Linked DNA regions of Sus scrofa: all the other regions are linked to region 4. The links are chromatin contacts, called in public Hi-C and promoter capture Hi-C maps. All regions are on one chromosome and are shown on one strand. Each heading gives the region's core, a stretch centred on a gene start, on an enhancer-like site or on the middle of the called end of the contact. The rest is flanking DNA. Distances are from core to core; before and after follow the strand shown.

Region 1 (5,658 bases), core at 2,964-5,463, 260 kb after region 4:
TGCCATTCAATGGCCAACATTAAAACCTCCCTTCCATCATCTCTGGTCACTGCAGGGCTCAAGGACAATTATCATATGAGGCAAATTCTTCTAACAGGACTTATGTTACTAAGCTTCTCACAATTAGCCAATCTACTCATTTGATTTTTGTTCTTTTCCTCTCTTCTTCTTCTTCTTCTTTTTTTTTAAATATATATACAAGCCAGGACATGGACAATCTTCAAATGAAACAATTAAGAAATGGGAGTATCAGAGTGGCCTATATGACAAGTGTATTAAATTCAAGCTATGGATGAATTTATCCATAGCAGTATTAATGGCAATAGTGATGGCAGCCCTCACTGATCACCTATTATGTGCCTGACACTGTGCTCCATGCTTTACACATATTGTCTCACTCACAACAGCACACAGAGGGGCAGATCCTGGGTTTGTGTGAGGCTTCTACAGTGCGTGGAGGCCCTCCGTAAGAAAAGAAAATTTCGGATCTACAATTAGGTAGAGGGCCTTGGAAGGGCCTGAGTAGGTGAGGGACCCAAAGCTTAAGCTTTGTGAGCTTCATGGTAAATGCACCGCTGTGCCCAAGATGGTTAACATCCTGGCTTCTCCAAGTCATGAAACCGGGGCTCAGAAAGTCACCCAAAGTCAAAAAGCTGGAAATGTCACAGCTAAGATCTGAACACAGGGTATTTGACTTCAAATCTTACATATTTTTTTCCTTTTTTTTTTAGGACCAAACCTGCAGCATAGGAAATTCCCCGGCTTAGGGGTTGAATCCGAGCTGTAGCTGCTGATCTACACCTACACCACTGCTCACTGCAATGTTGGATCCTTAACCCACTAAGCACTGCCAGGGATTGAACCCAAGTCTTCATAGATACTAGTCAGGTTCATTACTGCTAAGCAACAATGGGAACTCCTCAAGTCTCATGTATTGTTTTTTCTTTGCTTACGTGGCTTCTAACAAAAATAAAACCGGTATCATTTCCAAATGATATAACTATAATACTGACCATAACCCATGAAAAGTACACTCATTTTCTCTAATAATTCTTATAATCCCTCTATTTGCGTGGGGTGCTATGATCTCCATTTACAGATAGAAAAACCTAGAATCCAGAAAGGCTAGGCACCAGCCCAAGGTTACCCAGATAGTAGCTGGTAGAGTCAGGATTCATGTCCACAGATTGGCCGGCAAAGTCCTTCCTCTTTCCCACGCCTCTCATGCTACCACCCTACAGGTGATCCAGAAAAGCAGGATGGTGATGATATAGCAATGAATGACCTCTGGCCCCACAAGAGCCCCTCGCCTGTCCACTGAAATTCTCCCTGGCACACTCCGTCTTGTGCAGGGTTGCTTAACAGGGTCAAGGAATGCGGCAAGTCCACTTCCCCTGTACTTTGGTTTATTAGTCAGATCAGAGTCCATGCCTCAGGGAGAAAAGCACCAAAAATCAACGCGCACTCAAGCCCCACCCAAGCTGCCTAATAGCGCCTCCCCCCTCCCTGCCCCCACCCGTGAACACAGCCACAGAGTGGCTGAGGGCTGGTAATGAGTACCCAGGGCACTGGGGCGATCAACTGTCCTGCCGGGCTCCCTTGAAACAGCCTTTCAAAGCCACGCAAGAAAATTCAATGGACTATAATTGGATTGCTCAACTCTAGTCACCCAGGAGAGAGGTTACATCCTTGAACAATCTTGCCATGGCTTTGCAGGGGCCCGGGAGTGGAGAAATTTGGTTTAGCTTTTTCTCCGAACACAGGTGCTCAGGGAAAACAATGGCCTTTAAGAAGCTTTGTCTCCCCTTGGCAATGTGAACTTAAAATAAATAAATAAATAAACTATGCTTTGCAATGGCATTTTTTTTTTTTTTTTGGTCTTTTTGCCACTTCTTGGACTGCTCCCACGGCATATGGAGGTTCCCAGGCTAGGGGTCCAATCGGAGCTGTAGCCACCAGCCCATGCCAGAGCCACAGCAATGCGGGATCCAAGCCGCATCTTTGACCTACACCACAGCTCACGGCAATGCCAGATCCTCAACCCACTGAGCAAGGCCAGGGATCGAACCCGTAACCTCATGGCTCCTAGTCGGATTCGTTAACCACTGAGCCACAACAGGAACTCCTGCAATGGCATCTTTTAAAAATTGCCTTTAACTATCAGATTTCAAGTAATTGATGGCTTTTTTTTATTTTATTTTATTTTTTCTTTTTAGGGCCACACCTGTGGCATATGGAGGTTCCCAGGCTGGGAGTCCAATCTGAGCTACAGCTGCCTGCCTATACCACAGCCACAGCAACTTGGGATCCAAGTTGAGCCTCTGACCTACACCACAAGCTGGCAGTAATGGCAGATCCTCAACCCGCTGGGCAAGGCCAGGGATGGAACCCAAGTCCCCATGGATACTAGTCCGGGGTTCATTAACCACTGAGCCACAATGGGAACTCCTAACTGATGGGTTCTAGAAGCCTCTAGTAGGAGTTCCCGGTGTGGCTCAGTGGTTAACGAATCCGACTAGGAACCATGAGATTGCAGGTTCGATCCCTGGCCTTGCTCAGTGGGTTAAGGATCTGGTGCTGCCGTGAGCTGTGGTGTAGGTCGCAGACGTGGCTTGGATCTGGAGTTGCTGTGGCCTAGGTTGGCAGGTACATCTCTGATTAGACCCCTAGCCTGGGAACCTCCATATGCCCAGGGATTGGCCCTAGAAAAAAGCAAAAAGAAAAAAAGAAACCTGTATTAAAGAAATATGCCTGTTGCCACCTAGAATGAAACAATCTTGCTAACTGGGAATGCAGTGATCAAATCCGGAGGTAGCCTGGGCTTTTTTATCCGGCCAGGAGCAAGAGTTAACCAGCAGGAGAAACGAGGCATGAAGTTATGGGTGCTAAGGAGAAAGGCTGCTCCAATCTTTTTCTTTCTTTCCCTTTTGTTTTAGGAAAAAGTGTCTCAGTAACTCTCTTTTTCATCTTTCCACACAGATTGGTGGATGTGGGTGACAGGGCAGAAGAAATGACTCCTGGGGAAGCCATAGGATGGAGAAATCTGAAATGACGAGCTCTCCAGCCCACCTACCTAGGTGGACGGGACTGGCTCAGATTCTGTTATGAATCGAAATGCATCTTTGCCTGAGGTTTACCGCTGTTGAAGAGGAAGAACCATGAGTGAGACAAAGCAACGGAGGATGTTGGTTCTGACCGAACCGGCTAAGTCTGTGGGTGAGCACTGAAATGTCACCCACCCCAGAGGCCTGGCCTGGCTACCCAATGCGAGGCCCAGCCCAGGAAGGCAAGAACACAATAGACCACACACCCGCTTTTCCTCCTCAGCCCCACACCACTTCAGAGGCCTCAGCAAGCAGCCAAAAACCTGTTCCAGCTGTGGTGTCTTTCATTTAGTTTTATTTCTTCATGAAGTCGGAGGGAAACGAGCTTGGGCCCAACAGTGATGGGGCAAAGGGAGGGCCTGGGGTGGGGGTGGGGGAATGCAAATGGTGGAATATAAGGGCTAGCCTTTTAAAAAGTCGAGATCCAGAGTCTTATTATTCTAAAAGGAACACGGTCAGTGCCATTCCTCGCCATCCTTCTTTAACCCTTTCCAGCCCACCCCGAGAAGGCGAGGGCGAAAAAAGGGCTCTGGTCCAGAGGGTTTGCCCGGGCACAGATCCTCCCTGGACAAGGTTCAGCAGTGGGGAGTGGGGTGGAAGTGTGCCCCCAGCACTCAAGCGCCTTCTCTCTCTCTCTCTCTCACACACACACACACACACACACACGCCTCACCTTCTCGATCGCCTGGTCCACGGCCTTCTGGAAGACTCTGGCCACCAGCAGCGTGACGCTGGTCACCAGCAGGAGCAGGGACAGCGTCCCCACCGCGTAGAAGCAGCACCTGCCCATCCTGCGCACCGCTCACCGGCCGGGGGGCGGGTGGCGGGAGGGGAAAGGAGGGAGGAGCACCGCCGCCGCCCCCGCAGCCGCAGTAAGCAGCCGGAAGACCCGGGACCCTCGGGCGGGTGCTCGCCGCTCCCCGCTCCGCGGCTGGACGATCGCGGCCTCGATGCACCCGGCCTGCCGGCGCGGAGTGGAAGGGTCGCTTTGGTTTCGCTTTCCCCCGCCCCGGCAGCGGCGGTGGGGAGGGAGCGCGCAGGGTGGGGACGCTGGCCGGCCCGGCTCGCCGCAGCCCCGGGAGGAGACAGCGGGCAGCTGCGCCGGGAAGCGGGCGGGGCGGGGCGGGGGCTGAGCCCGCAGTCATGTGCCCCGCGGCAGCAGCTGCGATTCGGCCGGATCGACCCCGGCCGGTCCCCGCAGCGCCAGCCGCGCCCCCGCCCCCTCGCCGCAGGCCCCCGCGGTCACCCGGGAAAACCGCGTATCCTCCCGGGCTGTCCCCGCTCCTCGGTCCGGAGCTGCGGGCCTACAAAGGGCCGCGCCGGCAGATTCAGCCTGGATAGGACACTGCCGCTGCTCTAGACGAGCTCACAAGTTAACGGAGACACTGTTACAGCAGCAAAAGCGCAGTGTAACAAGTGCTTTTATGGGGTGCCTGCTGAGATCTGTGCCCGCAAGCATCTCTGCCTGGGTGACCAAGGACCCCACAACAGAACTGGGACTTGGGGGATGGGTAAGGGTTTGTCACGTGAGGGGTGTGTGCGAGGAGGGAGGCAGCATTTGGAGAAGAAACAGCTGTACGACCTTGGGGGTGAGAGAGCAAGATGGTCAGAGAAAAGAAGGAACTTCCTTTGCCCGCAGGCTCAGGTGTGCAGGTTGGGGTGGGAGGTGTGGAGGCCCCCTTGGGGTCAGACTTGGAAGCGCTCCCGTGTCCCGTAGAAGAATTGCGGCTTTATCTTACCGCAGGGAGGGGATCCGCAAGAAGCCTAAGCAGGAGGCCCGGAGGTTCTCACCTGCCTGGTTCACCGATACTACGTCCCAGGCACCGAGACTAAAAGTCCGCGCGCAGCGGGGACTCCATAAACATTAGTTGAGGGAACCCAACTATATGGCAACTATATGGCAACTATATGGCAGTCCTTGGCTAGGCGCCAACACATACCTACTTAATACCCGCAGCAGCCTTGGGGCTGTTGATCCCAGCAGCGTTAGAGAGGAGCAGGGGTGACAGGAGCACCGTTTGAAGGACACGCAGGTGTGGCTTCTGTGCAGGAGCGCGGCAAGGAAGGAAGGAAGGCTGGACAGGACGAAGTACCCAGCGCAGCTCTAAGAAAGTTCAGCAAGGCCTATGGGGGTGGTGTGGGGTGGGGGGGTGTCCTCAAGCCAAAATGGCCTGGTCCAGGAATCCAGCACCCTCCAGGAGCAGCTTCTTAGTCATGACTGGGAGCAGCCCCAGGAAACTGGCCTCTGTCCCAAGCTGGGATGAGCAACAGCAGATAGATTTTAGGGCTCAGCGGCTGTGACAGGGCTCCGGGTCAGGGCTGCTCAGCACTGCAAGGCCTGAAAAGTACATTTTCTTGGTCCCCATGGTAGTAGTATTTCCAGTTTGTACATAAGGAAGCCATGGCTCTGAGAGGTAAGTCATCTAACAAGCTCAACCAGTTGCTGAGTGGTGGATCCTGCTTAGGCCAGAATGCAGGCCTGGTAGCTCCCTCGGTTTTTCTACCCTGTGTGTTGCTGCCTCCCAGCTGCTATCAGTGAGAACCTGGGAACAGT
Region 2 (5,573 bases), core at 1,132-3,631, 340 kb after region 4:
GTTATTTTATATAGTGACATTCATTTTCTTAAAAACAGCTTTGCTACCACTTCTTATTTCATTCATACTCATCTCAAGATTAGTTTTATTATCATAAAGCTGCCTGGATTGAAATGTACGTCTGGTTGTCAGTGGTTTTAAACTTTAGAGGTCTTTAAAAAGTTCATCGTCAATTCCCTAATTAGTTTAAGAAAAGAAATCTGGGAGTTCCCATTGTGGCTCAGTGGGTTAAGAATCCAACTAGTACCCATGAGGATTTGGGTTTGATCCCTGGCCTTGCTCAGTGGGTTAAGGATCTGGTGGGCATAGGTTGCAGATGCAGCTTGGATCCTGCTTTGTGGTGGCTGTGGTGTAGGTTGGCAGCTGCCGCTCCAATTTGACCCCTAGCCTGGGAACTTCCTTCCATTTGCCACAGGTTCGGCCCTAAAAAAAAAGAAAAAGATAAAATTTACTTGACAAAAAAACCCAAATCTGCATCTTCATTGTACTTTAAAAATGCAGGTAAAATCCATATAAAGAGGTTAACAGTACTGCTTCAGACTGTGACCACGTGAAGCTTTTAATTCATTTACTTAATCTGTACTTTTTTTTTTTTTTTTTTTTTTTTTTTTTGCTTTGCCCCCAGAATGTGGAACTTCCTGGCCAGGGATCAAACCTGAGCTACAGCAGTGACCTGAGCCACTGCAGTGACAATTCCAGATCTTTAACCCACTTCACTGCAAGGGAACTCCTCAACCTGTACTATACTTTTTGAGGGATGGCTTCAGGAGTGTTTCAGGTGCCAGGAATTCAGCAGAAAACAAAGGATAATACATCCTGCTGTCAATAAACCCTGCTTTTACATTTTTCTTTTCTGGCTTCACCCTCAGCATAAGGAATTTTCAGGGCCCAGGACTGAATCTGGATCCTTAACCCATTGCACCAGGCCGGGGATTGAACCGGCAATGCCACAGACACAAGTCAGATCATTTACCCACTGTGCCACAGCAGCAACTCCTAGTACATTGTAAGGAGAGGAAAGTGGAATTAGGCAGAACAAATCCATGGATTCTACACTGTATTAGATTTGGTGTCCTAAATGGTAAGGAGAAAAATAAGGCAGGAAAAGGGCACATGGAGAAGGGGATGTATGTAATTGCAATGGGGATTATCAAGGGCAGATGACATTGTGCAAAAAAGAAGAGGGAAAGGGAGAGAGGCTGGATGTCTGGATGGCTATCTGCAGGAAGGATGACTCAGCCAGGGAGGAGGAGATGGAGATGAGCTGGGAGAGGACCTGGGGGACAGATGCTATCCTTCTGAAAGGTTTTTGCTAGGAGATGTAGAGCAATTGGAGAGTCTTGAGCAGAAGCCCAGAAGATGGGAGTGTTTAGACAGGATCATTCAGACTGCTGCTTTGAAATGATGTAGGGACTCAAGGGTGGAAGTGGGGATCCCTGGGCCAGGTGATGGCAGTAATCCAGGAGAAACGTAATGGTGGCAGAGCAGGGTGGCACTCGCTGCAGGGAGAAGTAAAATTCTGAATATATTTCGAAGAAACAAGACCAGAATTTGCCACTGCCTCCAATGAGTGGGGGTAAAAAGAGGGTAAGATGACACTTTTTAGCAAGGAGAAAGGATGTGGTCGCCACTTCCTGGGATGAAGTGGGAGCAAGGAACAGTTTTGGGCATGTCAGATTTGAGTGAGCTGGGTTTGAGACGTCTGTTAGCATCGAAAAAGCAGGCCCAAGCTGGCTTGGTCTCCTTCCCCACTTTCCCTCTCCCCCTGACCTTTTGATGATAGGGGCTGTGACCTGAGCCAAAGCACCAGCATCAGCAGCTCTACTGGCCCAGTCTTGCAACCTGTCAGGGACTTCTGTCTGCTCGTGCACGGGGCACATTTGAGCGATTTGTTTTACCAGAGAAGCCATCGTAGTAATTACTCCAAGGCGAATATCTGCCAGCTGTGGCCTTAGCAGTTGGATGTAGGAGCGTGTAGGTCAAGGAAATGGCTCTCCCTGCAGATACAAATATGGGGATCATTAGCTTGAAGCTGGTGGGTAAAGCCACCAGATTGGCAGAAGAGTGAATTTAGAAAGCAATGTATATAATTCTTAGTTCCCAGGGTGGTGGTGGTTGTGTGAGAATCAAACTAAATAAATACATTAACACCAGGCACACCCACAGCACTTAAAAGGCCTTTGCAATTTTTATTAATAAACCCGTCTGCAGAAACCTGCCTCTGGGCAACATCCAGTCCAGTCTGGAGGGCGCGCATTTTGTGACAACCACGCACCCCAAAAAGAGGTCGAGGAAGAAGCAATGACTGGATGTGTTTGAGATGACTGGCATTTACTGATGGATGATCTTAGCCCAATCCCTTCCTTTTCCGGGTGGGAAGGCGGAGGCTTGCGGAGACCAAGTGCAGCTAACGGGCGGCGGAATGGAAGTTCTACCGCACCCGCTGTGCTCTGGATCTACCCCAGCTCACCCGCCCCAGCCCCGCTCGTCTCCGACGCACATCGGCGTCTTCCGCGTCGAAGTTCTAGGAAGCTCCGGCTTCTATGTGGCCGCGCTGCTGCTGAATGTTTGTAAAGAGGAGGCGGCGAGGTGCCCGGAACTGCCCCAAGCAGGGCTGGGCCTGGCGGGCAGCTGCAGCGGGAAGAGCAGGCGGCGTGGCCGGCGCGGGTTGGCGCGCGGAAGCCGTGCGCCCTGGGGTCCTCAGCCATGCGGGACGCACTTGGACCCGGACGCCCAGTGCTCCCGGCCGCCGGCGACCGGCGGGGTCGGGAAGGGAAGAGGTTGGAGAAGGAGGGCGCTCGCGTATCCGCCGGGCCGGAGCCTGGGGCTGCAGCCCCGGGGCGGGGAGTGGGGCGGGGCTGGGAAAGTTGAGTGTTAGTCGCGGAGGGCTGGGCTCCGCGTGGGAGCGCCTGCGGCCAGGGACCGTAAAAGGCTGGAGCGGGTTGGGTAGGTGTGGCTCTGCCTGCGTGACCCGAGCCCGGGCCTCGATCGCCGTCGTCTCCCGCAGCTGCGGCCTCTCAGCCATGGGCGCCGTCTGGTCTGCCCTGCTGGTCGGAGGGGGTCTGGCCGGAGCGCTTTTCGTTTGGCTGCTGCGGGACACGGGAAAGGAGGGGGACGCGGAGCAGCGGAAGGACGCTCCTTCAGGGGAGGCGGCGGCTCCGGGAGGCGATCAGGGTGGCGGCGGCGGACTGAGCCCTGGACCTTCTAGGCGGGAGCCGGTCACCAAACCAGGTATTCTTCCTCCCTGGTCTTGAGGGCAGATCACCAGGGGGGTTAGAAGTTCCCCGAGGGAAGGAAAACCCCGTCTGGAGTTCCGTGGCGGCCCATACCCGGGGGCTAGCTTCCCTCACCCAGGAGTGGACCCTCCCCGCGGCCCGATTTCCCCCCAGCTGGTGTGCACGCGCCGGGCGGGTTCTCGCCTCCAGCGAGGCGAGGCCCAGGAGATGCCCTGGCGGTTCGTCCAGGGCCGCGCCCCGCTGAGTCGCTGCCCTCAGCTCCAGCCCGCGGGGACCTGCCCCTGCCCCTCCGGCGGGGTTGGGTTCCTCCGCTTGGCGGCGCTTGGTGCAGTGCGGGCGGCTGCGGCGGCGGCGCCCCTTCCGGGCCTTCGGAAAGGAATGCTTCGGGTTAGGGGATCCCGCCACCCTCTCCAGTATCTGACGGAGCAGGAACCCAGTCTCAGCCCCAATCCCATAGCCTCATGACCTCCCCTCCTTCGCCTCAAAAGAACCGCGTTTGGGGACGCCAGAGCAGTGAGCAGCCCCCGCTATCTGGATGCTTCTGTTGGGGAGGCAAAGTTCAGGTTGGACTCTGGCCACGAAGGCCTCGGCTTCATGAAGCCCTGAGACTGCGAGTTGTCGGCCCTTCCCCATGATCACACGAACAGTGCGTGGTTGTCTAAAACCCTGGGGAAGAGACACACTTGGCACTGGACCCAGCTCCCAAAAGCAGACCCAAGTCCCATAAGCAGGACTGACGCCTAGGTTTACATGTCCACATTTTAGACCCTGTGCACCAGGCAAAGAGCCCTGGCAGAAAACCTCACCTTCCCGGTGCCTGGACTCCAGCCTAATGGTGAAAATGACATCTGCGAACTTTATTTTTAGTGGAGTGGTGTCTGTGTGTAGCCACTTGAAAGTCGGCCCCTGTGCCTTCCTGCGATTTGTTTGGGATGAGCAGAGGGCTCATTTATCTTCTTTTTCAGAAAGTCAGCCTCATGTTTCAGGTGGAAAGATTGGGAATTCAGGGTAATATTTGTTTACATCTCACTTCCAACCCCACCATTAAAGAGGCAAAATGAAACAAGACTGCTCTCTATCCATTCCCGCTTCCCCACATCTCCCTCCCCCACACCCACACCTCCCATGAGGGCATGGCTTTTGAGATTTTGATCTTGTAGGGAGCTATTTGGACTATTAGGTGGCCAAGAAGGAAAGAGAGTCTTTAGCGAGCTTGATTGTGTGCTCTTAAGAATAGTTATTTGAGAGGGGATGTAAAAGGCCTGTGTTTCTTGAAGAGGTTCCTGAGATACCAGGAGGGGTTGTCAAGGAGAATCCAGCCCTCTCCCCCTACCCTCACCCCTGTCTCTCTGCTCTGGACCAGCCATGCACTGCCTTCCTTTGTAGTCTCCCACAGTGACAGGTGCTCCTGGTCTGTCCGCATATGTGAGAGCCAATCCCTGGCCTGCACACAGTTCCTGGGAGTACAAATGTCCTCTTCTGGGTTGCAGGGTAACCATGCAGCTCTTCGCCACACAGGCTGGATGACATTTTTTGATGACAGGAGCCAAACAACTTGACTTGGTTGCATGCCAGGGTGGCCTGGACTGCGGAGATCCAGGACCATGGCAGGGTTACACTTCCGCCTCTACAGCTTACCACCTCATTTACACTCCTGTGCTGGTATATTGCACTCCTGCATGTGCCTTTTACTATTGGGTATGCATGCATTATTCTTAGCGCACAGTGTTGGGATTTAAATACCAGATTTAACAAAGACAGATTTTGTATACTGTGGATGGATTAGCAGCGAAGTCTTTAGTAACTAAAGCTGTTTTCTCACATGAACTGCCTAACACTATTACATTTTTCCTTTTGTTTTTCCAGAGCATCCTCAAGAAAGCAATGGCTGTTTGGTTTCTGAGACCAAAGGCCCTGGTGACCTGCAGGAAGCAGCACGGAGACAGCAGGGTCCTTCTGGAGAAGGTGGTAACTGTGATAGCTCAAGAGCGCATGTTCCTTCTGGAAAGTTTCCAGACACAGGATCTCTAGCTACCTCTGAGTCTAGTCACGCTGGAAGTTATTCTGACGTTTCAAGCACTGAAAGCCTTGGATCTCCTGTAGGAGCATGGAGATTCCAGAAGGGCCAAGAGACGCCCACTAAAGCAGCTCCATGTCTGGCAGAGAAGTCGCCGTCTGGCAATCTGCTCCTGGACAGAGGGAAGGAAGTGAGCCTCGCACAGTCGGACAGTCAGGCCCGGGCTGACCATGAGGACTGGGAGATGGTGGCCCGGCACTCATCTTGGGGAGATGTTGGTTTGGGTGGCAGTCTGGAGGCTCCGGTGTTAAGCTCTAATC
Region 3 (5,855 bases), core at 3,148-5,647, 460 kb before region 4:
CTCAGTTCCCTTTCTCACCTGCAATGGTCTTATCCTCCAAGCCTCATCAGCCACATATTCTCGGTCATACCACGGAACAGTCGTTCTCAAATGTTTTAGTCTCAGGACCCCTTCACACTCTTAAAAATTACTGAGGATCCCAAAGGGCTTTTGTTTATGTGAATTTTATCTATTGATACTTACCGTATTACAGATTAAATCTTCCAGGTTTTTAAAATACTTATTACTTATTTTTTAAAATAATAGCGGTGTTCCCGTTGTAGCTCAGAGGTAACGAACCAGCCTAGTATCCATGAGGACCTGGGTTTGATCCCTGGCCTCCCTCAGTGGGTTAAGGATCTGGCTTCACTGTGAGCTGTGGTGTAGGCTGCAGACACTGCCTGGATCCCGAGTTGCTGTGGCTATGCCTATGGCCAGTGGCTATAGCTCTCAATTCGACCCCTACCCTGGGAACTTCCATATGCCTCAGGTGTGGCCCTAAAAAAAAAAAAAAAAAAAAATTAGCAACAAACCAATTACAGGTTAACATAAATAACATATTTTAATGAAAAAGCTGTATTTCCCCCAAAATAGGTAGATTCTCATATTTGCTTCTACACTCAATCAGCTTGGGTTGAAGTATATGAGGAAATTTTGGCTTCACACAAACATGTAGTTGGACAAGGGAGGAGTATTTTAATAACCTTTTCAGAGAATTATGGATACTCCTCTCTGATACTCACCAGAACTCAACTACTCAAAATTGTTTGCTGCAATGTAGAATCTGAAATTAATCAGTGAACTGTTACATTAAAATCTATTAATCTATCTTGCATTTTGGTTTTTGGTTGTTTTTTTCCTGAAAAAACATGATTTTAAGCATTCATATCTTCTTATTTCTAACTGTCAAGAGTTCTCGGTCAGACTTGAAAATATTTTAAAACAAGTCCTTGGCAACCTCCAAATTATTCTTGGTGACTTAATATCCCCCTGGCCATAATCTTGGGACCAGAGTACATGTAAAAAGTCACCTTTTATCTTGCATTTTGAATGGATCTTTTATCCCTGCTCTGGTCATTTGGAAAAAATCAGTTTACTGAGTTATGCAGACCTTCCAAATGTCCCCACCGTTGACACAGAATATCCAAAAAACATGTTTGTTAACACCACCACCCATCTTGTCAGAAAAGTCAAGTATTGATAAACTTTCAAGCTCACAGAGGTTGAGACAAGCTTTCCAAAATTCTAATTTTCACATGAAAGCTTGAATTTTATCACTGCTGATTGTTCTCCTTGTAATGACAGTCTTGCTTCCTCCTACTCAAGAAAATGTCCACCAAATACCCAAATCTGAATAACCACAGTTCAAATTAAAAAAATGTTCCACTAAAAAAGAAACTAGGTCAGTTCATAAGCCAATTGCACAAGAACGTCTCATAACAACCACCTAATTTCACTTTGCATATGTGCTTGATGAAAACACCCCATTTCAAACATACAAAAAAGACATGTATTCAATAGTTGATATTTGATACAATAATTGTAGTGCTATTATGTTATCAATAATATTCTTAAGTGAAACTGGTTTTCTTTTTTTTTTTTTTAAACTACAGGTCTAGTACACTAGTACAGTTCAGTGCCACCGCCCTGATTCATGCTAAGGTACCAGAGATTTTAATTATTAACTTCACACACACTCAAAAAGACAAATAATGTCTTAGTATTAGAAAGTACTCTTCTAATTGGCCTCAGGAATTCCCAGGGTTCCAATCAAGAAGTGACTCCTGTTTCTTAATTTTTTTTTTTTTTTTTTTTTGTCTTTTTGCTATTTCTTGGGCCGCTCCCGCGGCACAAGGAGGCTCCCAGGCTAGGGGTCGAATCGGAGCTGCAGCCACCGGCCCACGCCAGAGCCACTGCAACACGGGATCCGAGCCGCGCCTGCAACCTACACCACAGCTCACGGCAACGCCGGATCGTTAACCCACTGAGCAAGGGCAGAGACCGAACCCGCAACCTCGTGGTTCCTAGTCGGATTCGTTAACCACTGCGCCACGATGGGAACTCCCTGTTTCTTAATTTTAAGCAAGAAATTCTCTAACCACTATCTCCTCTCTTTGCAATGGATCTAGTTCCTTCCTTCTCTCTTTCTCTACACACTCACCTACCCAGAATCCCTACTCTGGTTAAATACAATTCGCTCCTACTCAACCTGCATAGGAACAGCTAAATATGGCTAAAGCAATAGCACCACTAGAGTCACTGGTGTCACTTTTAAGTCACAACCACTGACAAAAAGTGGGCTCTTACTACCATGTTCCCCTAATCAATCCCCTCCTTCTTCCAAAGTCTTAGGCCCTAATAGGACCTCGATGATGATTTCACATCTTCTCCTCGCTCTTTAAACTTCAAACACCTCTTTTTCCCCTTACACTCTGCTGATGACCTTGCTTCTTATTTAACTATGAAAACCGAAATAATAATCAAAAAAGAACATCCTCCCACAAACTCCATCGACCTACCTGTAAATGCACCTCACACTGTCTTTCCTTCTGTTACAGAATCTTACAGTCCACGTTTTTACTCAAGGCCAACTTCTCTACTGTATGTACACTGGATCACATCCTGTTTGGCTACTCAAAAACGGGGTTCCTACAATTTTCCCTCTTCCTTTCATGATAAAATGTTTTCATTTTATTGGATCATTTCTAAAAATTTACAAATATGTTGCAACATCTCGCATCTCAAGGCGGGGGGACACGATCGCACATCTTGCAGCAACCAGAGCCTCATATTTTTGCTCTCTTTTACAGCCAAACTCCAAGAATTGCCTACAAAGGCTATTTCCATTTCCATTAATCTCATCCCATATTAAATCCACTCCAATCAGGCTTTGTCCCAATCTCTCCACAGAAACTTCTCATATCAACATCACCAGTGACCTCCTTCTTGCTAAATTTAAAGGTTGATTTTCAGTTCTTATCTTACCCAAAGAGCAGCATTTGATTTAGTTGATTACTTCCTCCTTCAAACTCTACACTCCTCTCTGGTATTTAAGCAAAGAACCAAGGGGGTGTGGATAGCATTTGATACTCAGGGTCAAGTATCTTATGAATACAATGAATACTATGTATCTATGAAACACAGATGTATTTGTGCCTTTCTTGGGAAGATGAGAGGAGGAGGTCTAAAACCCCAAGGCCGAAACTCTAACACGGCATCTCAATGGAAATGGAATCTTAAGGATAGCATTCAATATCTTTACACAACCCTTGGTAAATGACCAGCCGTGAAAGAGCTTCATCCAGTGCAGTGAAGGAATGTTCACCAAACCACAGCCTACAGCAGAGGCTTTAGGTTGTCTCAAAACCTCAAACTTATTTATGAAAGAGGAACTTCTATCACTCCTATTTTATATGTAAATAGTAGTTTTCTCAAAAGTACCGAATTATTAAGGCGCAGAGCTAAGATTTGGCGGTAGGACTGTCGGACTCCAAAGCTCAAGCCTTCTAAGCAAAATCTTTAAGGAAGAAAAATTCTTGCAAGAAAAATAACTGGATGGATGTCAATTTTTCAAATTCGAAGCTGACTAGGAATTTTTCTTAAATAACAGAAGTAACAATACATGCCCATCAGACACTCTCCCATACATAATTTCCTATTTTGTGGCAATTAAATGACTGTCTTCCTATTTCACATATACGTTTTCTCTGCGGCAGGTTTAGGCATACTCACTGCCTCTAAAATGAAGCTGGCAAGCTGTAAAACTTATTTACTACAGGAGATGAAATCGTATGCCGATGCTCCGCTTGTTCGCCCTTCTTCCATTATTTCATCACACACCTGAAAGTGATCCCAGGGAAATGTCAGCACAGGCCTGAGGCTGCCGAAGTCCACTTCCAGAAGCGAAAGACTAAATAAAAAGAACCCACTAATAAAGTGACCTATGTGCAAGCCCAGGCTCTTCCCAAGCAAGAAGAGCTTTGCTTGCAAAGTACAACACAAGAGGAAAGGTGGGGCGTGTGGTCGCCTTGCCAAAAACGTTCTCTACGGCAGCAACCCAGCTAGACAAGGTGTCCTGACAACAGCCTAGCCTCAAACTTAAGCCCAAGCCGAACCGCTTTGCCCACCCCGCCCCCAGCTGGACCCGGCGGAAGCTCCTAGGGGAAGAGCCCAGTGAAGTCGTCACCTTCAGGAGGCATCCTCTGTCATAGTGCTCGCAGCCCCGCCGTCCGTGCTCCTGCCCGCGGCCGCCATCTTCCCGCGCCGAGGCCGCCATCTCTTCCACAGCCTCTCAAACTCCACGGCCCCTTCCCCCAGGATGAAAACTACGTCCAGAGACCCAGCTCTGCTCCAGCACCCCCCCTCCTGGCTGCTGCTGCCAGCAGAGCCAAGATGGCGGAGGGACACGTGACCCGGGGCAGCCGGATTTCCGGTTCCCGGGGCGACGGGGCGGAAGTGAAGGGAGACGCAATCTCGGTTATCGGTGTTAGTCGCTGCCTTCGCCGCTAACGGTAACAAATCTTAGGTTGTCTCTCCTTTTCTCCCCATTGCTGCCTGCCCACACCCTGGGCGTGGTTCGGCGTGAGGAGGACCGCAGCGGCGCGGAGACGCCCGGTGGCCCTAGAGGAAGGGCCGCTCTCCGGCTGCATCCACACCTGTGACTGGGCGGCCCCTCCCTTTCCCAGCCGCAGCCAGGGCCTCGAGAAGGGGGCGGAGCTCGGCCGGCCTCCGGGCTCGGATCTGGTCCCCACCGGAGCGCCGCTGCTGCTGGGCACCCGTACTTGCCAGCGTCTCACGCCCCACCTTTACCTCCTCTTCTCCTTTACGTCCGCTTCATTCCTTCAAAATGTGTAGTAACATTTACCAGCTACGCGGTGGGGACACACGTGAGAAAAAAACACAAGCCCTGCCATACTCTCATGGAACTCACCAGGCTGGTGGAGGAGGACTTTCATCAGAGAATGTGAAATAAATGTAGGAATGATTACAGCTTTGAGAAGGAGAAGTGTGTTTTCCGAGAGCTAATACTGGAGAGGAGCCGACATATCTGGGTGTCAAGGATGGTTTCCCGGGGGAAGCTCAGGAGTTAGTGTGCCAAGGCGTTGTAGCGGAGGGAACATGGTGCCTAAGGGGCTGTGGATGGGAAATGTACCAGCTACAAAACTGCAATCAGGCGCCTTGTGGCATAGCTAAATATGACTCGCTTTAGTAAAGAGACAAACCCCTCGAAAATTTTATGAGCAAAGTAAACGTTTTGGAAGAAAATACTTGCCTTTGGCTTTCTAACTGATTTCATGCTACCTAACTGAAACATACCAGAACATACTGGGAAAGGTGAATATGTTCCCCTTAGCTTTGAAGTTACTAACGCTTGCCCTTTTAATTTTCTTTCAGTTCTGTTATGAGTTGTTAACACCATGGTGAAATGTTGCTCAGCCATTGGATGTGCTTCTCGCTGTTTACCAAATTCCAAGTTAAAAGGACTGACATTTCACGTGTAAGATTCTGCCCTAGTTAATTATACCAAGTATGTTTTTGACTGTTAGAAAAGCAAAAGGCAGTTCTATTTTCATCTTCAATTTTGAACAGTAGTTCTCAAGTTCTTTTTAAATAACCTTTGTAGTTGAATTTGAAGTGACAGTGATAACTTCTACACTTGTGTGATTTGGTGTGGAAGTGTAAAAAATACCTGCCGAGGTATCATAAGCTGATTAACAAAAATATCATTAAAGTCATCTTTGCTAAGATTCTTACTTTGCATTTTAACATACCATCAAAGAAATTCAGTGTCGTTTACATATAGTTTACAATGTGAATGAAGGATCTTTGCCTAAATATATTCTGTCTTTTAGAAAATAAGTCAAGGTTATGTTTAT
Region 4 (5,739 bases), core at 1,641-4,140:
TGTGTCTGTGAGCGTGTGAGAGAGACAGAGGGAGGGGCAGGGGAGGGAGAGGGGGAGAGACACTCACTAAGAGAATGAGTATTTCTTTGTATTATCCCATTTCTTCCCCTAGATGATAGAATGTAACTTAATGAGAATGTGTTTTTATCTGTACAGCTCACTACCTTAGCCCAGTGCCTCACACGTAACAGGTATTAATATCTGCCACATACCTATATGCAGAATTAAAAAGACCTCCCCATCCTGCCTTCCTTCCTTTTTCCTTATCCCCCATATCCACTCCAGCAGGAAGTCCTACTACCTCTATTTTCATGTAGTCCCAGTCTGTTCACTTCTCTCCACTTATGTTGGTAATTTGAGTGGCATCGCCACACCTCGCCTCAGCTATTCCAACAGCCATTATACCAGTTACCCTGCTTCCAGTCTTGCTGCTCTACAATTCATTCTATCATTCACCTTGAGAGTAAATCTTAAGATAAATCAGATTATACCTTTGCTTAAAACTCTTCAATGGCTCCCTTAAGTAAAATCTTAACCTTACCATGTTTTAAAAGCCTCCGCCTTGAGTTCCTGTTTTGACTCAGTGGGATAACCAACTAATATCCATGAGGTTGTGGGTTTGATCCCTGGCCTCGCTCAGTGGGTTAGGGATCTGGCATTGCCGTGAGCTATGGTGTAGGTGACAGATGCAGCTTGGATCCTGAGTTGCTGTGGCTATGGTGTAGGCTGGCATTTGCAGTTCAAACTCAACCCCCAGCCTGGGAATTTCCATATGTCTCAGGGGTGGCCCTAAAAAGCAAAAAAAGGAAGAAAAAAAAAAGGCCCCCACATGATCCGACTCTGTTTGCATTTCCCATGTATCTTACACTGTCCTTTTCTGTGTTTACCATATTTTAGCTACAATGGTGGCCTCTCAACTTCTTTTCCACCAACAGTTGCTCCACTTCCTGTTCCCCCATCTAGAATGCTCTTGATCTGTCTCAATATCATCACAGCAGAGAAGCTATCTCTGTTCAAGGGAGCCAAAGAGACAGCCTCCAATTCTAATGTATTCCTACCCAGTTCTACTTTCTTCATAATTCTTATCACTATGTCTACCATCATTAGAATGTAAGTCCAAGAGAAGAAGGCTCTCGTATCTTATTTATCACTCTATCCTGGGTGCTTAGAAATTATGGAGTTCCCTTCATGGCTCAGCAGTTAACGAACCCAACTAGGAATCATGAGGACGCAGGGTTCGATCCCTGGGCTCCCTCAGGAGGTTAAGGATCCAGTGTTGTTGTAAGCTGTGGTGTAGGTCACAGATGTGGCTTGGATCTGGCGTTGCTGTGGCGGAGGCTGGCAGCTGTAGCTCCAATTTGACCTCTAACCTGGGAACCTCCATATGCTGAGGGTGCAGCCCTAAAAAAAAAAAAAAAAAGACAAAAAAAAAGCATTGACATAAATATTTGTATGTGAAAATATGGAGGAGAAGGTCGATCAAAAGATGAATGACTGTGGTCCTGGTGTGGCACAATGGGATTGTCTGAGTCTCTGAAGACCTGAGGCGCAGTCTCCGGCCCCAGCCTGGCACAGTGGATTAAGCATCCTGAATTGCCGCAGTGTAGGTCCCAACTGTAGAGGTGGCAACTGGGCTTGATCCCTGGCCCAGGAACTCCATATGCCACGGGGCAGCCAAAAAAGAAGAAAAAAGAATAATTGTTTCAGCCATTGAACAAATCACATTCCAGTAAGAAGCACAGACAAGTAATTGCAGCAAATCTTTTTAATGCCTGTCAAATAGGTGTCCTGACAAAGCAATTGCCATTTTTACATTTATAATGGATAAGCAATGAGGTCCTAGTAAATAGCACAGGAAACTATATCCAGTTTCTTGGGATAGACCATGAAGGAATATAAGAAAAGGAATGTATACATATGTATGACTGGCTCACTCTGCTGTAACAGCAGAAAGTGACACAAGACTGTAAATCAAATATACCTTAATTAAAGTGAAAAAATTTAAAAAAAGAAAAAGCACCTGCCAAGCCACCACGTTCATTTTGTCAAACACCCTTAATGCTCACAATTCGTATGAGGTCGGTATACAAAGTCTCTTACAATCTGAACCTAATCTAATTTTCAACTTCATTCTAGAGATAAATTCCGACGCCCAGGTCATGCCAGCTTCCTATGAGACTGAGTTCTGTTTTTACTAGATATGCTAATTCCCGGCCTGTCCCTTATACCCAAGAATCCCTCTGCTTCCCAACACAGTGCTGCAAAGAGCGCGGGCTCCCGCAAACAGACGTCGGTCGAAAAGCATTCTAACTTAAGTTTCATCAAGTTCAATTTAGGGGTTTCAGAAAAGAAAAGGCTGAGAAACTTGCTTGAAAGTCAGAGGTTGGGGGTGGACCATTTGGCTCTCCCCCTAAAGCAAAATGAGTTCTTTTAAAGGGTGTTTCTGTGACAGCGGGGTCTACCGAGCAGGAGCAGAATTCTAAGAGTGAGGAACGAACTATAACACATGTCTCTCCCTTCATCCCTTTCCTCCTTTCGAGGATAAGAGGACGTGAGGCGAATCAGGATCCCAGCTCCGCTCCACGCCTCCCTCCAGCCAGCGTCCCTACCACCGCGCCCGGGCCTCTAGCGTCCCCGCACCGCATTCCTACCTCCTCGATGTAGGCCGGCGGGTCCCGCTTGATAAGATTCTGTAACTGCGGCAGGTTGCTGGGCAGCTTATTATTGTTTCTGCTAGACATGTTCGCTGCTGACTGGCTACGCAGCGAGCAATTTAAGAGAACCCACACGGCTGGCAACCGCCTACCGCCTCAGCTACCGCCAGGAATCGCGCTTCCGTGTATGACCGGAAACAGCACATGGGAAGCTCAGCAGGCGGCGCCATCTTGGCTCCTAAAGAGAGCTTGACTACGGGAGCCTCAGAGTGTCAAACTTGCTCTCAGTGCCGAAATGCTCCATTGTGATTTATGCAAGATTTCTTTTCCCCCACCCCGCCCCAGCCAACGTTTAAGTAATCTGAAATGCGAATATTTTGTTCACACAGTAACTTTTTTTTTGTGTGTCTTTTTTTTTTTTTTTGCTATTTCTTGGGCCGTTCCCGCGGCATATGGAGGTTCCCAGGCTAGGGGTTGAATCGGAGCTGCAGCCACCAGCCTACGCCAGAGCCACAGCAACGCTGGATCCGAGCCGCGTCTGCAACCTACACCACAGCTCACAGCAACGCTGGATCGTTAACCCACTGAGCAAGGGCAGGGACCGAACCCGCAACCTCATGGTTCCTAGTCGGATTCGTTAACCACTGCGCCACGACGGGAACTCCCCCAGTAACTTATTTCATTATCCCAACATTCCTTATGAAACAGACATGAGAATAGATTTTTTTTCCTTTTTAAAATCCCAAAGCCTTAAAGTTAGAAACTAAAAATATCCGTTGAGAATAGATAGCACTATCCTATTTTAGAGAAGGGGAAAAATATCAATGTGGGGTGTAAATTAGTTTTCCTATATAATTTAAAATACCTGTTTTTGTTTTGTTTTTAATTGTTTCTACCCAGCCTGACACAGACAAGGAGGGAAAACGGTGGTCTGAGTAAAATGTGGTCGTATCCATTGATTTAAAATGCAAATGAATTTGTATTTAAGAACCAACTGTTGGAGTTCCCGTCGTGGCTCAGCAGTTAACTAACCCAACTAGCGGGTTTTAATCCCTGGCCTCACTCAGTGGGTGAAGGATCTGGCTTTGCTGTGCGTGAGCTGTGGTGTAGATCGCAGAGGCAGCTCTGATCCAGCGTTGCTGTGGCTCTGGCATAGGCCTGCCAGCTCAGATTTGACCCCTAACATGGGAATCTTCATATGCAATGAGTGCAGCACTAAAAAGACAAAAAAAAAAAAAAGTTAAAAAACCAGCTATTGGTTAGTAGATGCAAATTACTGCATTTGGAGTGGATAAGCAATGAGATCCTGCTGTATAGCACAGGGAGCTGTATCTCATCACTTGTGATGGAACATGATGGATGATGTGAGAAAAAGAATGTGTATATATATATATTTATATATGACGGGTCACTTCTGTACAGCAGAAACTGATAAGTACTGGGGGAATGAATTAATGAAATAGGGTGTTGTTAATATAGACACTTGATCACTCACCCTGTGTCAAGCACTCTTCCAAGCACTTGACTTGTACTTAATCCTGAGACCAGCCCTCTAAAATAAGCACTATAATTATCTGCACTTTGCAGATGAGGAAACAGGCACAGACATGTTGACTGCCTAAGTTCATAGCAGGTGAGGAAGCTGAGAGTTCAATCCAGGCAGTCTTGATTGTAGCCTGTAGAAAAAAGTAGCCTGATAGTTGTCAGCTGCTAAGCTGGTCTGGCACCAGTAGATGGACAGTAGTATTTCCCTGCTTAACATAAGCAATTTCACAGACACCAGCTTTGGTCCAGGTCATCTGTGGCCACGTTGGAATGAGCCAAAAACAAGACAACTTAGTAATCACATGGAGGCACAAGCAAAATCAAGAATAATGTTCAAACCACGTTGAGTTTTTCAGCAACATTTGGATAATGATTATTTGTTTATTAATCATTGAATCAGGTACTTGTGAGGTTATTAAGGTGTAAATATAAGCAATAAATCTTTTTTTTTAAAAAGCCCACTCAGATTTTAAATTTAAAAAATTTGGTCGATTGGATCAGTGAGGATAAAAAGCATTCTCAAAACAAAAGATATTGAAATTATTTAATGTAATTCCCATCAAAATCATAAGCTTATGTACTATGAATGTTGTACTTATGTACTAAGTCACTAAAATGTGACTTATGAATAAAATATTCAGGCCATGTGGCAAGCTTTTACTCACAGTCTGTATATCAGGCACTAGGGTAAATACTTTGAATACAAAAATAAATAAGGCATGGGCATTTGCCCTAAGGAAACTAATAAAGGAGAGAAATAGACAAACACTCTTAAAATGAATAAACATGTTCCTATAATACAGCAGTGGAAGCAATAGAGAAGACATCCTAACCCAGAGGATCAGAATCTTACAGTCATGGTACTAATAGATTGAAATTCTGAAAGGAGGAGCGAAAGAAAGTCTTCTACATAAAGAAAATAGCCAACGTAAAGGGGCAAATGCTTGACAAAGTCTGGTGTGACTGAAGGTTGGGGGTGGGGAGTGCGGCAGGGAAGATGCTGAGGAAAATGAGTCAGGTGAGAGTATTTGGTTCTGATGGTAAAAGCCTTCACAAGCTAATCTAAGAAGGGTATATAGGTCACTCATTTTACCCCTAAACACCCTGAAGCAGGATTTTTTTTTTTTTGATAGATGAGAATACTAAGACTGAGAGCAGTTAAATACATACATATTTTAATTGACAGGACATTGTAAATCAACTATAATAGAAGAAATAAAAAATGTAAAAAAATACATATGTAGTTTTAAAATGTTAAATAATGGCTATATTATGTGTAATGCAATGTACATATGTTTAGTGTGTATTATCCAGATCAACACAAGAAAACACTATTGCTGTATTTAGTCTTAAAATAGTAAAGGTAGGAGTTCCCGTCGTGGTGCAGCAGAAACAAATCCGACTAGGAACCATGAGGTTTCAGGTTTGATCCCTGGCCTCACTCAGTGGGTTAAGGATCCGGTCTTGCCATGAGCTGTGGTGTAGGTCGCAGACGAGGCTCGGATCCTGCGTCGCTGTGGCTGTGGTGTAGGCCGGCAGC

What was found. Promoter capture Hi-C pulls out the DNA fragments that hold promoters and counts their contacts. Hi-C and Micro-C count contacts between places; a contact is called where the count stands out from the background.
Region 1: a Hi-C map of skeletal muscle shows a contact between it and region 4, with 5 times the contacts expected there. The contact joins the promoter of SCARB2 here to the promoter of SDAD1 in region 4. A contact is called at or near these places in 2 of 47 Hi-C or Micro-C datasets (liver and skeletal muscle) and 2 of 2 datasets of contacts at active chromatin or transcription factors (alveolar macrophages and skeletal muscle).
Region 2: a contact with region 4 is called in a Hi-C map of skeletal muscle, with 3 times the contacts expected there. The contact joins the promoter of STBD1 here to the promoter of SDAD1 in region 4. A contact is called at or near these places in 4 of 47 Hi-C or Micro-C datasets (embryonic fibroblasts, heart right ventricle, liver and 1 more).
Region 3: a contact with region 4 is called in a promoter capture Hi-C map of liver, with 4 times the contacts expected there. The contact joins the promoter of THAP6 here to the promoter of SDAD1 in region 4. A contact is called at or near these places in 1 of 5 promoter capture datasets (liver) and 2 of 47 Hi-C or Micro-C datasets (epiblast stem cells and liver).

What each region holds. Positions count from the first base shown.
Region 1 is chr8:71,906,248-71,911,905 of Sscrofa11.1, forward strand. SCARB2 (scavenger receptor class B member 2) reads right to left here and starts at 4,214. Exons shown (of 12, transcript NM_001244155.1): 1 at 3,778-4,214. The coding sequence starts at 3,894.
Region 2 is chr8:71,980,606-71,986,178 of Sscrofa11.1, forward strand. STBD1 (starch-binding domain-containing protein 1) reads left to right here and starts at 2,382. Exons shown (of 2, transcript XM_003129093.4): 1 at 2,382-3,231; 2 at 5,103-5,573. The coding sequence starts at 2,565.
Region 3 is chr8:71,177,555-71,183,409 of Sscrofa11.1, forward strand. THAP6 (THAP domain-containing protein 6) reads left to right here and starts at 4,398. Exons shown (of 5, transcript XM_003482412.4): 1 at 4,398-4,490; 2 at 5,374-5,476. The coding sequence starts at 5,397. RCHY1 (ring finger and CHY zinc finger domain containing 1) reads right to left here and starts at 4,255. Exons shown (of 9, transcript NM_001097490.1): 1 at 4,166-4,255. The coding sequence starts at 4,255.
Region 4 is chr8:71,643,962-71,649,700 of Sscrofa11.1, forward strand. SDAD1 (protein SDA1 homolog) reads right to left here and starts at 2,891. Exons shown (of 22, transcript XM_003129088.4): 1 at 2,652-2,891. The coding sequence starts at 2,741.